Linked DNA regions of Mus musculus: regions 2 and 3 are each linked to region 1. The links are chromatin contacts, called in public capture Hi-C and promoter capture Hi-C maps. All regions are on one chromosome and are shown on one strand. The core of a region is the stretch at or near the end of the contact, and the rest is flanking DNA. Distances in the headings are between cores, read along the strand shown. Region 1 holds the start of Cadps (Ca2+-dependent secretion activator). Region 2 holds the start of Psmd6 (proteasome (prosome, macropain) 26S subunit, non-ATPase, 6). Region 3 holds the start of Atxn7 (ataxin 7).

Region 1 (4,080 bases), core at 826-3,325:
TACACATATAAGCAAAACAAACAGAGCAATCTGTTCTACCTCGATATAAGGATGCAAGGTAAATATGGAAAGATCCAACATCTTACTTGAGCAACATAAAATTTAGATTTAAATGGCAGCAACGATTCTTAAACTACTATTTTAAGAAATAGTCTCACAACCTTGATGGGCTACAGCTAGAACCTCCCATGACTCCCGGGTTCAACTGACCTCATGCAAGCTTAAATGCTTCATTTGTTCCCAGAGACTAAACCGAGTGCACTCACTCCCACTGAGCTCCTGACCCCTTTCTGGCTGATCCTCCTCACTGGCCCTCAGCCCCTGGTGACCTCACCTCCCTTTTGTCCTTTCTCGGGTTGGAGATAGTAATGCCCCACCCCCCACCCCCCCATCAAAAGTAGCTCAAAGCCAGCATGGCCTTGCCTCTGCCTCAGACACAAAAAGCTTTTTATGACTATAACTGAGAAGCTGTTTGCAGCTGCACTTTTATCAATCCAGTAACAAGAGGACTTGGAGAGCCTCAGCGAAGCCAGAAGGTGGCGGCGAAGTCACCTTGGGAGGAGAAGATGGTCAAAGGAGGGTATGAGAGAAGTGCTAACCCCAGGCACAGGGACCCACTAGGCGCGCCCCTGCTCTGGGATCCATGAAGAAGGGGAAAAGGATTGGAGGGACTACTGGCAAGAGGAAAACGCTGCTGCAGGACGACCCCTAGGTTACCCTAGGTGGCGATCAGCTGACCAGGTTGGGAGGGGGCGCCCTTGGCTAAGTCACTGGAAAACTCGCTTCCTGGGCTGGCTTTTTTTTTTTTCTCCCCTGCGTGCCCCTGCGGCTGCCCGCTGCCCCAAGAGTCCAGCGATGCTAGAGCTCCACACCCGCGCCCTGACCTGCCAGGAGCCTGCGCCCGCCTAGTGCACGCCCCGGAGGGCGGGCCAGAGCGCAACGCAGCCGCCGCCACTCGGGAGCGCAGGGAGCTCCGAAAGAGACAAGGCCTCTGTGAGAGCTGCCAGCTGCAAGTCACTTCCCGCGCCACTTAGGTCACAGAGCGAGCGGGACTTTCCCGCCTGGCTCCCCCCACAGGGAGGCCCGTGCGCGCAGCCCTGTGCCGTAGGCCCCTGTCACATCCCAGGGACATCTCCCGAGTCAAGCTGGGCGGTGGCAAGACGGGGCCCCTAATCCCAGGGCGCGGTCTTCACCTTCCCCAGCTCCTCCTAGCCAGCTGCGCCGCGGGTTCCTATTGTTCGCCCCGCCCGCTTGCCGGGCGACAATAAGGCGCCGCTCCCCGGCCTCGCGGCGCACCTACCTTCTGCTGCCGCCGAGCCATGTCGGTGGGCTGCTTGGCGTTGAAGGGGTAGGCGATGCAGCGCATCACGAACACGTACAGCTGCAGCCTCTTCTTCCTCTCTTCCTCCTCCTTCTGCAGCCTCTCCAACTCTTCCTTCTCCTTCTCGCTCACCACCGACGGGCTAGGGCTGGAAGGCCGGCCGCCGCCGGCGCGGCTGCTGGGCTGCAGCCCCCCGGCCCCGCCGCCGCTGCTCGCGCCGCTACCCCCACCGCCGCCGGCGCCCACCCCGGCCCCGGCGCCACTGCCCCCCATCCCGGCGCTGCCTGCCGAGCCCTCGCTGGTGCGGCTGGGAGACAGGCGCGCTCCAGACGCGGCCGAGCCCAGCACATCCTTGCCCCTCTCCTCTTCCAGGATCTCATCTGACTCCTCTTCGCTGGACGAAGGGTCCAGCATGGTAGCGCCTGGGAGAGGGGGGTCCCCGGAGCCCCCGCCTTGGGGTGCAAAAGGTGGGGGGCGCTGGAGGCAGCCAAGGGTCGGCTGTCCGGGTAGGCGCTTCTTCCTAGGTCAGGGAGAGCGAGCGCTGCTGCTCAGCTTCGGCCGCCGCGACTGCTTCCTCCGCCCGGCGAGCGCGAGCTGAGCGCAGACCCAGGAGCGCGAGGGGAGGAGGAGAAGGGAGAGGTGCGTGTGTGCACCCGAGGTGGGCAAGGGCGAGAATCAATTGCGAGCCCGGAGCCCGCAGCCGGATGCCATCTGCAGCCGCTGAAGAAGGCGCCTCCAGAAAAGATGCCGAGTGTTGCAAGCTGTCGATGCAGCCAAGAGCAGGAGAGGCATCTTGCCGATTGGGGAGCGAGCGGCGCTTACGTGTTTATTGGCTTAACTCTCCAGTGTCCGCGGCGGAGAGGGCGACTGCAAAGGCCTAGAGGGGGGAAGTGCGGTGCGCCCCAAAAGAGCTTCACTACTTTTGACCCTCATGCCCCCCAGTCTTCCTTGCCCCCTGTCCTATTTAGACCACTTCTCTTTACCTCGTCCTCTTTTCCCCTCCCGGGGACAAAAAGTTTTTTTTTTTCCCTCCAGGGGTGGGGAGGGAAAATAAAGAAGCCAATGGTAGCTTCTGACCAGCAAAAACCAGGCTTTCTGCAGGCGTCCAAAGGTCACAGAAAGAGGAATTCAGTGAGATGTTACCTTCAGACTTCTCAACTGGGGTGTGGTGGCTGGGAGGGAGCAGTGGGAAGGGGAGGCAGTGTGTGTTTTTTTTTTTTTTTCCATCTGTGTAAACCTCTATTCCAACAATCAATACCACTGTAAAATACAAATGCATCAAATCAGAGTGAATTAATGTATGGATCATGAAGTTCGGCTATTTAAGTAGAAATCAAACGTCCCCAACTCCAAGTCAGTGAAGCTTTTTTCAGTCTCTAGAAGTCCGTGTATTTTCTGCTGAACCTTGCCAGGTTTCTGGCTGTTCAGCCCTTCCTTCCTCCATGAAGATCTGAGGGAAGGAACAGGAACCACACACACCAAATCAGACACCCCCCAAACTCGGCAGCAGCAATTTCGAATTTACTGTCTCTGTTACACTGTCTTTACTTTGAGTTGTGGAATTGTCATTATTAATATAAATGATGTCATTATTAATACAGATGATGCCTTTATTCTGGAATCCTTCCTTTCTTAAGCCAACAGGGACCAGAAGGCACGGGGGAGCTGGCCAGCGTGCTGAACCTAACCAGAGAATTTAGATGCATCAGAAAACCAGTTAAAGACCTAGTCTTCAGCTTGTATGCTCGCATATTTTCTAATTCCCTTATCAGCTGCTTTTTATAAATGAGTAGCATGACTTTAAATTTTAAATAACAACTGTTGTTCTGTGTTTTACAATCTACCACGAGTTTTACTATAAGCTTTCTGGTAAACCTGATTAAATATGTGAATGAACTCAAAGCAAAATGTATCTGTACTTCACTCCAAAAATTTCTCTTCATTTTTTGAATTAAGTAATATATTCACTGCTAGTATTTGGTTTTTATCATACATAAAAGATAAAGCTTTTATGGCCTTTATTTTTTAATGGCCCACTTTTTAAAATTCATTTAACATTTTAAAATTGAACAGTGTGAAAACTTTGACAGTCTACCAGTTCTATTAAACTCTTCTGAGGAAATAAAACATGTTTACCAGTTTGTCTGGAGCAGAAAACTATGGTAATCCAGTCAGTGGATCAACAGCTGTTAGTAAGCTTTTTGTTGTTGTTGTTGTTGTTTTGGTTTTTTTTTTGTTTTTTGGTTTTTGGTTTTTGGTTGTTTTTTTTTTTTTTTGTTAATGAACTGCTCTAAGTGCTTCTGGACATGGAACATTCAGAAGATTCTCACAAGAGTATATTCTCCTTTGGGAGACACAAAGAAGTGCGGCACGTTTATTTCGAACATAATGTCAACAAATCTAGGTTTGTAAATGGAAAAAGGTTCTCATGAATAAAGCAAATTGGGATATAGTGAACTATATTATCAAATAAGAGAATGAAACTTTCAAGAGGGAACATGGGGAATGGATATTGTAGGTTGAAGTGGTGACTCAGAGAGATGTAATGACAGGACACAGGAAGAAAAGTACAGAGCTTTGTAGAGCTCCCCTATGGGTGAGTGAAGAGGACAAAGAAAGCTGGATTATAATGCATTTGACCATACAGAGAGACTGCGCTTAGCATATAAAGAGGTTGTTTAGGGAGAAGGAACTAATTTGAGGAAAGTGTGCTAAGACCAGACAGAGATCATTAATTGATCAAATATGTTCCCTGTAAC
Region 2 (4,080 bases), core at 503-3,002, 1.3 Mb after region 1:
CTGGCTGTCCTGGAACTCACTCTGTACACCAGGCTGGCCTCGAACTCAGAAGTCCTCCTGCCTCTGCCTCCCAAGTGCTGGGACTAAAGGCGTGTGCCCCCACTGCCTGGCAGTTGTAAACCTTTTAAAATGTACAATCTTTGCTTCCCAACCACTTAAGTTACTACTGAAAATGACCCCAATGTTGTCAACAGAGGGGGCAAAACCTCTGCACCCTTGTTTTGTTCTGGAGAAGTATTTTTATTATTCTCAAGTATGTATATGTGTGTCTGGGGGTATGTGTGCATGAATGCAGATGTCTTTGGAGGCTGGAGGGATCAGATACCTGGGAGCTGGTATTGTGAACCTCTTGATGTGGGTGGTGGGAACTGCACTTAGGTCTCCTCCAGGATGATCTGCAGTATACAGTCTTAAACCACCAAGCCTCTTCTCTCTAGCCTCATGTGTACTTGTTTTTAATGACACAGTAAGGAAGACTAACGCACACCTTGCTCTGTTAAGAGCAGGGAATTGGGTGCTGCAACATTGTCATGTATCTACTGTTCCTGTACTGACTCTTCAGTACAGGTAAATATGATTATCCTTCCAGTTAAAACAGAAAGATTCTCTTATCCAGTGAGATATTACTCATTTGCACTGATGTACAACATTGGTCTGTACCTCCAGAAAATAGGGAGCACCTCTCATCTGCAGAGCGGGCAGGGCATCTCACTGACCCTGTCACCTACCCAGAGCGGGCAGGGCATCTCACTGACCCTGTCACCTACCCAGAGCGGGCAGGGCATCTCACTGACCTTGTCACCTATCTGACAGAGGTACTCTGCTTTTGCCATCATTGCATCTCGAATTTCACTTTCTCCCAGATTCTTCTCTGCATCCTCCAGCTCCTCATCCAAACGTTTCAACTCTTCTTCGTTTGCTTTCTTCATTTTACTCAGGAGATCCACGTCCATCTGCCAGTCGAGGGATTTACACAAGGCTTCATAATAAGGAGCCATATCTAAAAGCCACAAATCACGCATTATGAGGTATCCTGTTAGCTTCTGCTCGCTTTTCCCACCCCACCGAAGGTCAGCTAGCAGACGCCTCCCAACTATGGGCCTGGGTAGCACGGCTAAGGTTTGAAGCTGGGAGCCTGCTTGAGAGCCGATCTTAGCAGGTCTGATCGCGACTAAGGCCAAGGGGAAGGGAATCGAATCCTCAGTTTGCTCTGGTCGGCTCCTGTTCCAAAGGAGTCCTCATGTCAGGGAAAGGACACCGATTCGACTCGACTACTAGGGACAGAACCCTGACTGTCCCTTGGCCGGCAGCTAAACACCGACAGGCATCACTAAAGCCGCGGCGCCTTTGCCGGGAGTCCAGCCGCGACAAGCACCCGAGGCTTCCCTGGACGTCTCGCGGCGGGGAAGAACCCACTAAGGCAAGCAAGCCCCTCTCGGGTCCAGGAGGCCTCCCTAGGGGTCTCCATGAAGCCTCGACCGGAGACGCCCGCCAGGCACCCCGACCGCCCCGCCTAGGCCGCTGACTCGGCGCTCGCTGGCCTCACTGTTTTCCCGGACGGCCGCCATCAACTCCTCGCGCACCGCCGCGTCCCCGCGGTGCTCCGGCAGGCTAAGCAGAAACCGCAGCTGCGCGATGCGCAGGTCGGGGTTCTTGGGCAGTCCCTCTTCTTCTAGGTTTTCTAGCGGCATGGCTACAGCACAGGAGCCGGCTGACAGAACCAAGCACAGCCCTGGGCCACCAGCGGAAGCAGGAGGAGTCGTCACAGGTTCCCCAGAGCCGCCAGTCTGACTTCCGGTCGCGTCTCTGGCTCCGCCGCCCGCAGCGTCCCCTGCTGGACATCGGCGGGAGCACCTGGCGCTGTCCCCTTTTTCTTTAGGTCAGAGTTGGGCCCAACTTTCATTTCTTGAGTATCTTTTTTTCTTCCTTTTTATATAATATTTGCAACGGATAGGATCTGGAAATCCGCCAACAGTTTTAAAATATAACACAGATGAGAAAAACAATAAAAACAGTTTTCCAGGGACATCTTTGTTTCAATACTCTTGAACTAGGGAGAGATTCTTTTGGTCCAGATTGTAGACAAACAAACTGGAACATAGCGAGATTTGAAAAGTGGCCAGCTAAGGTTACACACCAGCTACATGACAAGGCCTGTGTAGAACCTATCTTCCTTACATTTAAAATCCACATTCTTCCCTATTCTAAGAAAAGAGTACCCCGTGTTTCCAATTATTAATTCAGTGATTTACATTATTTTTGTGTGCACATGTTGGAGGAGTCTTCAGAATGGGTAATGGTCTATAAATCCTACTGTGTGACACAATGAGAAATGTCCCACTGAGTTTCAATATTTGACCACATGGTCCCCATTGGTGGTGCTGTTTGGACACCTTAAGGAACCATAAAAAGGTGTAAACCCTGCTTTAGGCAGTCGCTCACTGGGGTAGGTTTGAGAATTTCTGACCTCACCCCATTTCCAATTCTTTCTATGTTCTCTCTGTGTGGTTGAAGATGTGATCTCCCAGGTTCTTGTTCCAGCCTGTTTCTATGCCCCTGCCACTACTAAGGACTCTCAGAAAGTGCAAACCAAATTAGACTCATGAGCTGCTTTGGTCATGGCGTTTTATCACAGCAAGAAAAAGTAACTAGTAAACCCACTGCACGGACTTTCTGTCCTTTGCTTTTGTTAGGCCCTGCAATTGTGATGACTGTAATCTGCTACCCCGAGAGAATCTCAACACAGAGACTTATCTTACCACAGAGACTTAAAGCCAGGATTTGCATCTCAGTTGTTGAATTCCTACTAGAAGTTTACCTTTGAACACAAGCTCAACTTCTACTGCAGTGGATCTTTTATGCTGGCCCAAAATTCTTCTGGGTTCTGAAATATGATGTCCCATGAAGGATGTGTGGATCCAGGTATCACACTCTATGTGATGGTTACCATATGTCTGACTTTTGGAACAGTACAACACAAGGATGTGCTAGAATTGGTGCTATTTTATGTTATCAGAATGTTATAACTTTGTATGGAAACTGATCATCAATCCTTTCAAGAAAGATTCTGTAGGAAGCATCCTAAGACATTCATGAATGGGTTTAGGGCAAGAGGAACTAGAGCTTTAAATCAAGCCCAGTATAGAGATATTTCAAGACTGGGTTCATACTATGCATGAAATACGAATACACTAGTGTCCATAATTCACTTGTAAACAAAAAATGGGTTTATTTATTTATTAATCATCCCATTCATTTACATCTCAAATGATATCTCACTTCCGAGTAACCCTTCCACAAGCCCCATCCCCCATCCCATATCTGCCCTCTTTTCCTTCCCCTTTGCCTCTATGAGGGTGCTCTTCCAACCCCACCTACCCTCTCCTACCCACTGATCCAGTGTATAGTGTCCTGTACACGCCTTGGTTTGTAGTCTAGTCCCTGGGAGCACTGGGTGATCCAGTTGTTCTTTCTATGGGGTTGCAATCCCCCTCTGCTCCTCCAGTCCTCCCACCAGCTCCCCCACCTAAGTTCCTGAGCTCAGTCTGATGGTTGGCTCCAAGCATCCACATCTGCATTGATAGGTTGCTGGCCTAAACTCCCAAGCAACTTCCTGTCAGCAAGCACCTCTTAACCACAGCAACAGTGTTTGGTGTCTGCAGACAAGATGGACCCCCAGGTGAGGCAGTTCTCAGATGGCCTTTCCTTCAGTCTCTGCTCCATTTTTGTCCCTGTTCTTCCTTTGAACAGGAACATTTCTGTGTTAAAAACTCTGAGATGGGTAGGTGGTCCCTTCCCTTGGCTTCGGGCTGTGCTTATCTACTGGAGGTGGTCTCTACAAGTTCTATCTGCTCCTCTCTGGGCTTTTCCGATAATCTCATACCCCCTGGGTGCTGGGGCCCTCTCCTTTCCATGGAGTCTGGGAATCTCCAGTGGCTATCCCCAGTTCCTCATCCCCTACTGCTACATGTTTTTATTCCATTTCCTAACCCTCTGTATCTTTCTCCCATCCTCTCTAGTACCTGATACTGCCCACCTTGTTTTCTCCCCCTCCTCTCTCCTCCCCAGATCCCCCCTCCC
Region 3 (4,080 bases), core at 419-2,918, 1.2 Mb after region 1:
AAAATTTGAAAACCTGCATTGGAGACACACAAGCTATGTTAGTAATGGTAATATGTATTCTAACCTTGCTCATTATTACAGAAATTATTTTTTAGATTTAAAAATCTTAAATTTAAAAGTCATCTCTTGATATTCCATGACTCCCACAGAATCCCAAATTGACAGATGCTCAGATCCCTTCTATAAAATGACACAAAACCTATACACCATCTCTCAGTCTACAGCACATCACCTCGGGATTACTTACAGTACTTACATAAAATGTAGATTCTATGTAAATAGTTGTTACATTGTATTTAGATAAATTTTAAAAAATATGTAACTGCCCTGCATGGATACAGTATTTATTTATTTTTATTTATTTATTTATTTATTTATTTATTTAATTTTTTGGGTTTTTCGAGACAGGGTTTCTCTGTATAGCCCTGGATGTCCTGGAACTCACTCTGTAGACCAGGCTGGCCTTGAACTCAGAAATCCGCCTGCCTCTGCCTCCCAAGTGCTGGGATTAAAGATGTGTGCCACCATGCCAGGCTCAGTTTTTAAATTAAGGAAAATATATTCCAAACTTCAGTTAGTTGAATCTGTATGTAGGTGTATAGCCTGAGTGTTCAAAAAGCAACTGTCCTTTGATAAACACTCAGCAGATTCCTTTTTGGATTTCTTGGTGTGCAATCCAGTGGGGGGGGGGGACCCTATAGACACATTTCTAAATGTGTCTCACAGAAATTGTGTTTCTGCTTTATTTATTTAAGACAAGCTCTTACTGTGTTTCTCAGTCTCACCTGTATTACGATGCTGCACACTTGCTTCAGCCTCCCAAACACTGGGGACTCTGGGTGCATACCACACCCAGCTCAAGCTTTTAAACTTGCACCTATGTCAAACCCCTTCTCCAAGTCCTGGCTTTAATATATTATGGAAACATTTTCATATGCACTTTTGCGTTCATTTTAACATTTGAAAGGTTTTTTGTACTTCAACAGAGATGTTGGTCACATCTGTCTTACTAAATATTTGCCCCCCCCCCCAAAGCCAACAGATAATAGCAGCAAGTCGAGAAAGCTCACCTCTTCATACAGTCCCAGAAGGCACCTGTAAGCCTGAGGCTCTGAGCAGGCTAAAAAGATGCTGCTTTACTGAAATGAGATAACAGCTTAATAGGAACTAAAGGCACCCTGTGGTGGTCCACTCCTGTGCTTTACTTGTTTGATGGTCGGGGAGGGGGTGACTGTATGTGCTAGTGCTTATTAATTTGTGATCCAAATCTGACGAACGTCTGGTATATTCCTTAAGCCATGGGGGTCTCATCGGATTCTAGGAAAGACAGCCATAAATAGTGAGAGACTAACAACCCAACTTTAAAGTGATACACTGATTTTGTAGCTTCCTTCTTGCTGGAGAAGAAATTCAAGTTCGCAGGACACAGTGTGACCTTCAGTTGTGGGCACTCAAGTGCACGTTCCTGGCTGGCCAAGCAGCAGGGGCTCGATGCGGACGCCTGGGCTAACACCTGGGCGGCATTTTCACACCTGCCACTGGCAGCTTTGGTTTCTGGGCGTCCGCACAGTGGCTGCTTCCCATTCATGCTCCAGCTACTGTGCAGCCTCCCGCGAGCCCAGAGCGAATTGCTGGTGCCCGGGGCTCCGGAGGGAGGGCCTGGGCGACGCTTTCGTTACTGCGCCGGGGCCGACCGGCAGGCTCTTCCATAGGTGGCTGCGTTTCCGACTTCGCCCTGGCTCCACTCCGGGGGCTTGACGTGCAAACTTCGCCGGAGCGAGCAGAGAGGGAGGGACCGGCGAGGGGGAGGAGGCGACAGGAGGCGCCTCCGCTTAAGGGAGCCGGCCGGGCGCCGCCGCTCGGACGGACGCGCGGACGGAAGGAAGGAGCGGGGCTGCCGGCTGGGCCGGGATGCGAGCGCCCGCAGGGTGGGCAGCCGCGGGCCGGGGCGCAGGCAGGCCTGAGGTCGCGGCAGTTCGGCTCCGGGCGCTGGCCTCCCGAGCCGGGCCCGGCAGGGCGGCCAGCGCCGCAGTGGCAGCCGCAGCCGGCGCCCTACGAGGGCCGCGGGAGGCGAAAGCGAAAGCCGGTGGCGCCGCGGACTTTGCGCCCGGGCGGGGAGGCGGGCGGCGGCAGGGGCCGGGGGCTGACAGCACCGCGGGCCTGCGGGCCGCGCACGCCGCCGGAACTCCGCGGAGCCTCCTTAAAAGCGGCCCCCGCGCCACTCTTTTCCCCCTTTTTGTTACATTGTAGGAGCGGAAAGAATGTCGGAGCGGGCCGCGGATGACGTCAGGGGGGAGCCGCGCCGCGCGGCGGGCGGAGCAGCGGCCGCCCGGCAGCAGCAGCAGCAGCCACAGCCTCTGCAGCCCCAGCGGCAGCACCCGCCGCTGCGGCGCCCACGGGCGGAGGACGGCGGCACCGGGGACACCACCACCTCGGCCGCCGCCATGGCGACGGTTGGGGAGCGCAGGCCCTTGCCCAGTCCCGAAGCGATGCTGGGACAGTCGTGGAATCTGTGGGTGGAAGCTTCCAAACTTCCTGGGAAGGATGGTGAGTGTCCACGCCTCCTGGTTCCCCCCGCCCCCCCGCCCCCCTCCTCTGGCCCCGATCCCCTCCCCCGCGCCGTGTCCTGTGGCCGCCCCCACGGGGGTCAGAGATGCTATCTTCTGCTGGGTGCCCACACCTACCCGGAGCGTGCGTGAGCGTGCGTCACACTCCTAGCCACTGACCTGCCTCTCCCCTCCTCCTGTGTGTGTATATCTCCTAGGGACCGAATTGGATGAAAGTTTCAAGGAGTTTGGGAAAAACCGCGAAGTCATGGGGCTCTGCCGGGAAGGTGAGTCCAGCCCCCCTGGTGGAGTTTGTACCCAACCTTGGGGAAGTTTTCTTGTTGCTTCAGCCCACCTTCCCTGCTTGCCACATTGAGGTCTCTGCTGAAGAGGATGGAAGAGGGTGGGTAGAACATTTAGGAAGAAATCTCATTTCTAGGGGCTCTCTGTAATGGGCAGCAACCTGGATCCCTTCTGGAAAGGGCAATTCAAAGTGATGGGCATAGGAAGCAGGCAGGGAGTTTAACATATATCTCTTTAGTTATGGACAACACCTGGAAAGAAAGAGTTCTAAGCATTGGAAAGTAGTGCCTTTCTGGGGAAAGAAAGAGTTCTAAGCTTTGGAAAGTAGTGCCTTTCTGGGGATGCTGTAGAGCAGGAGCCTTGACCAAACCAGGTTTTCTTAAGGCAAAGAGAGTGAATTTTGAATAATAATTATTATTTTGGCTTTTAAAGATAGGGTTTTACTAAATGGCCTTGGCTGTCTGGGAACTTGCTTTGTAGACCAGGCTGTTATTTGTTTTTTGTTTTTTGTTTTTTGTTTTTTTTTTTGTTTTCTTCCGGTTTTTTCGAGACAGGGTTTCTCTGTATAGCCCTGGCAGTCCTGGAACTCACTTTGTAGACCAGGCTGGCCTCGAACTCAGAAATCCACTTGCCTCTGCCTCTCAAGTGTTGGGCAAGGCGTGTGCCACCAACCAGGCTAGTTTTGAACTGAGAGATCTGCCAGCCTCTGCCTCTTGAGTGCTGGGATTATAAAGGCATGCACCACCATGACCGGTATTTGTACTTTAAAACTAAAAGTATTTAAGCCTCCCTGTACCCTTGTTTGTAGGGGAATTTAAAGCGATGTTTAGAATGCTACCAAAAGATCATCATAAGCAAGGAGTACATTTGGGATTCTTTGCCAGATAAGGGGACAAGAATACAGAATTTTACTAACCATAGTAAATCGACTTCTACTGATAGGGTGATCTAAAGGTATGCTATCAATGAAAATCAGGTTAGGAATCAGGAAACTTAGATTTGTCTTTTGACAGTACCCTTTTTCTATGACTTTTGATTCATAATGATTACCTGGGCAGTCTGGTGAGAAAGGTCATGGCCTTGAGTCAAGTTTGGGATCCAGAGTACTGAGTTTACATGTGCCCATGCAATTTGATTTCTCACCTGTAGCCGTTTATTTTGGCAGAGTTTTTGTTCAGGACTCAAGAAGCAGAGCTTTGGCAGCTGGGTTTCTAAATCCATGACTGGTTCC

What was found. Promoter capture Hi-C pulls out the DNA fragments that hold promoters and counts their contacts. Capture Hi-C pulls out chosen DNA fragments and counts their contacts.
Region 2: a contact with region 1 is called in a promoter capture Hi-C map of second pharyngeal arch cranial neural crest. The contact joins the promoter of Psmd6 here to the promoter of Cadps in region 1. A contact is called at or near these places in 3 of 39 promoter capture datasets (frontonasal cranial neural crest, second pharyngeal arch cranial neural crest and stem cell-derived epiblast-like cells) and 1 of 115 datasets of contacts at active chromatin or transcription factors (astrocytes).
Region 3: a contact with region 1 is called in a capture Hi-C map of embryonic stem cells, with 5 times the contacts expected there. The contact joins the promoter of Atxn7 here to the promoter of Cadps in region 1. A contact is called at or near these places in 1 of 39 promoter capture datasets (cranial neural crest), 2 of 115 datasets of contacts at active chromatin or transcription factors (astrocytes and embryonic stem cells) and 1 of 9 other capture datasets (embryonic stem cells).

What each region holds. Positions count from the first base shown.
Region 1 is chr14:12,821,004-12,825,083 of GRCm38.p6, forward strand. It overlaps Cadps (Ca2+-dependent secretion activator), which reads right to left and starts at 2,076. Exons shown (of 31, transcript NM_001042617.1): 1 at 1,301-2,076. The coding sequence starts at 1,735.
Region 2 is chr14:14,119,193-14,123,272 of GRCm38.p6, forward strand. It overlaps Psmd6 (proteasome (prosome, macropain) 26S subunit, non-ATPase, 6), which reads right to left and starts at 1,753. Exons shown (of 8, transcript NM_025550.3): 1 at 1,547-1,753; 2 at 795-1,000. The coding sequence starts at 1,691.
Region 3 is chr14:14,010,823-14,014,902 of GRCm38.p6, forward strand. Atxn7 (ataxin 7) reads left to right here and starts at 1,669. Exons shown (of 12, transcript NM_139227.4): 1 at 1,669-1,928; 2 at 2,251-2,547; 3 at 2,765-2,833. The coding sequence starts at 2,262.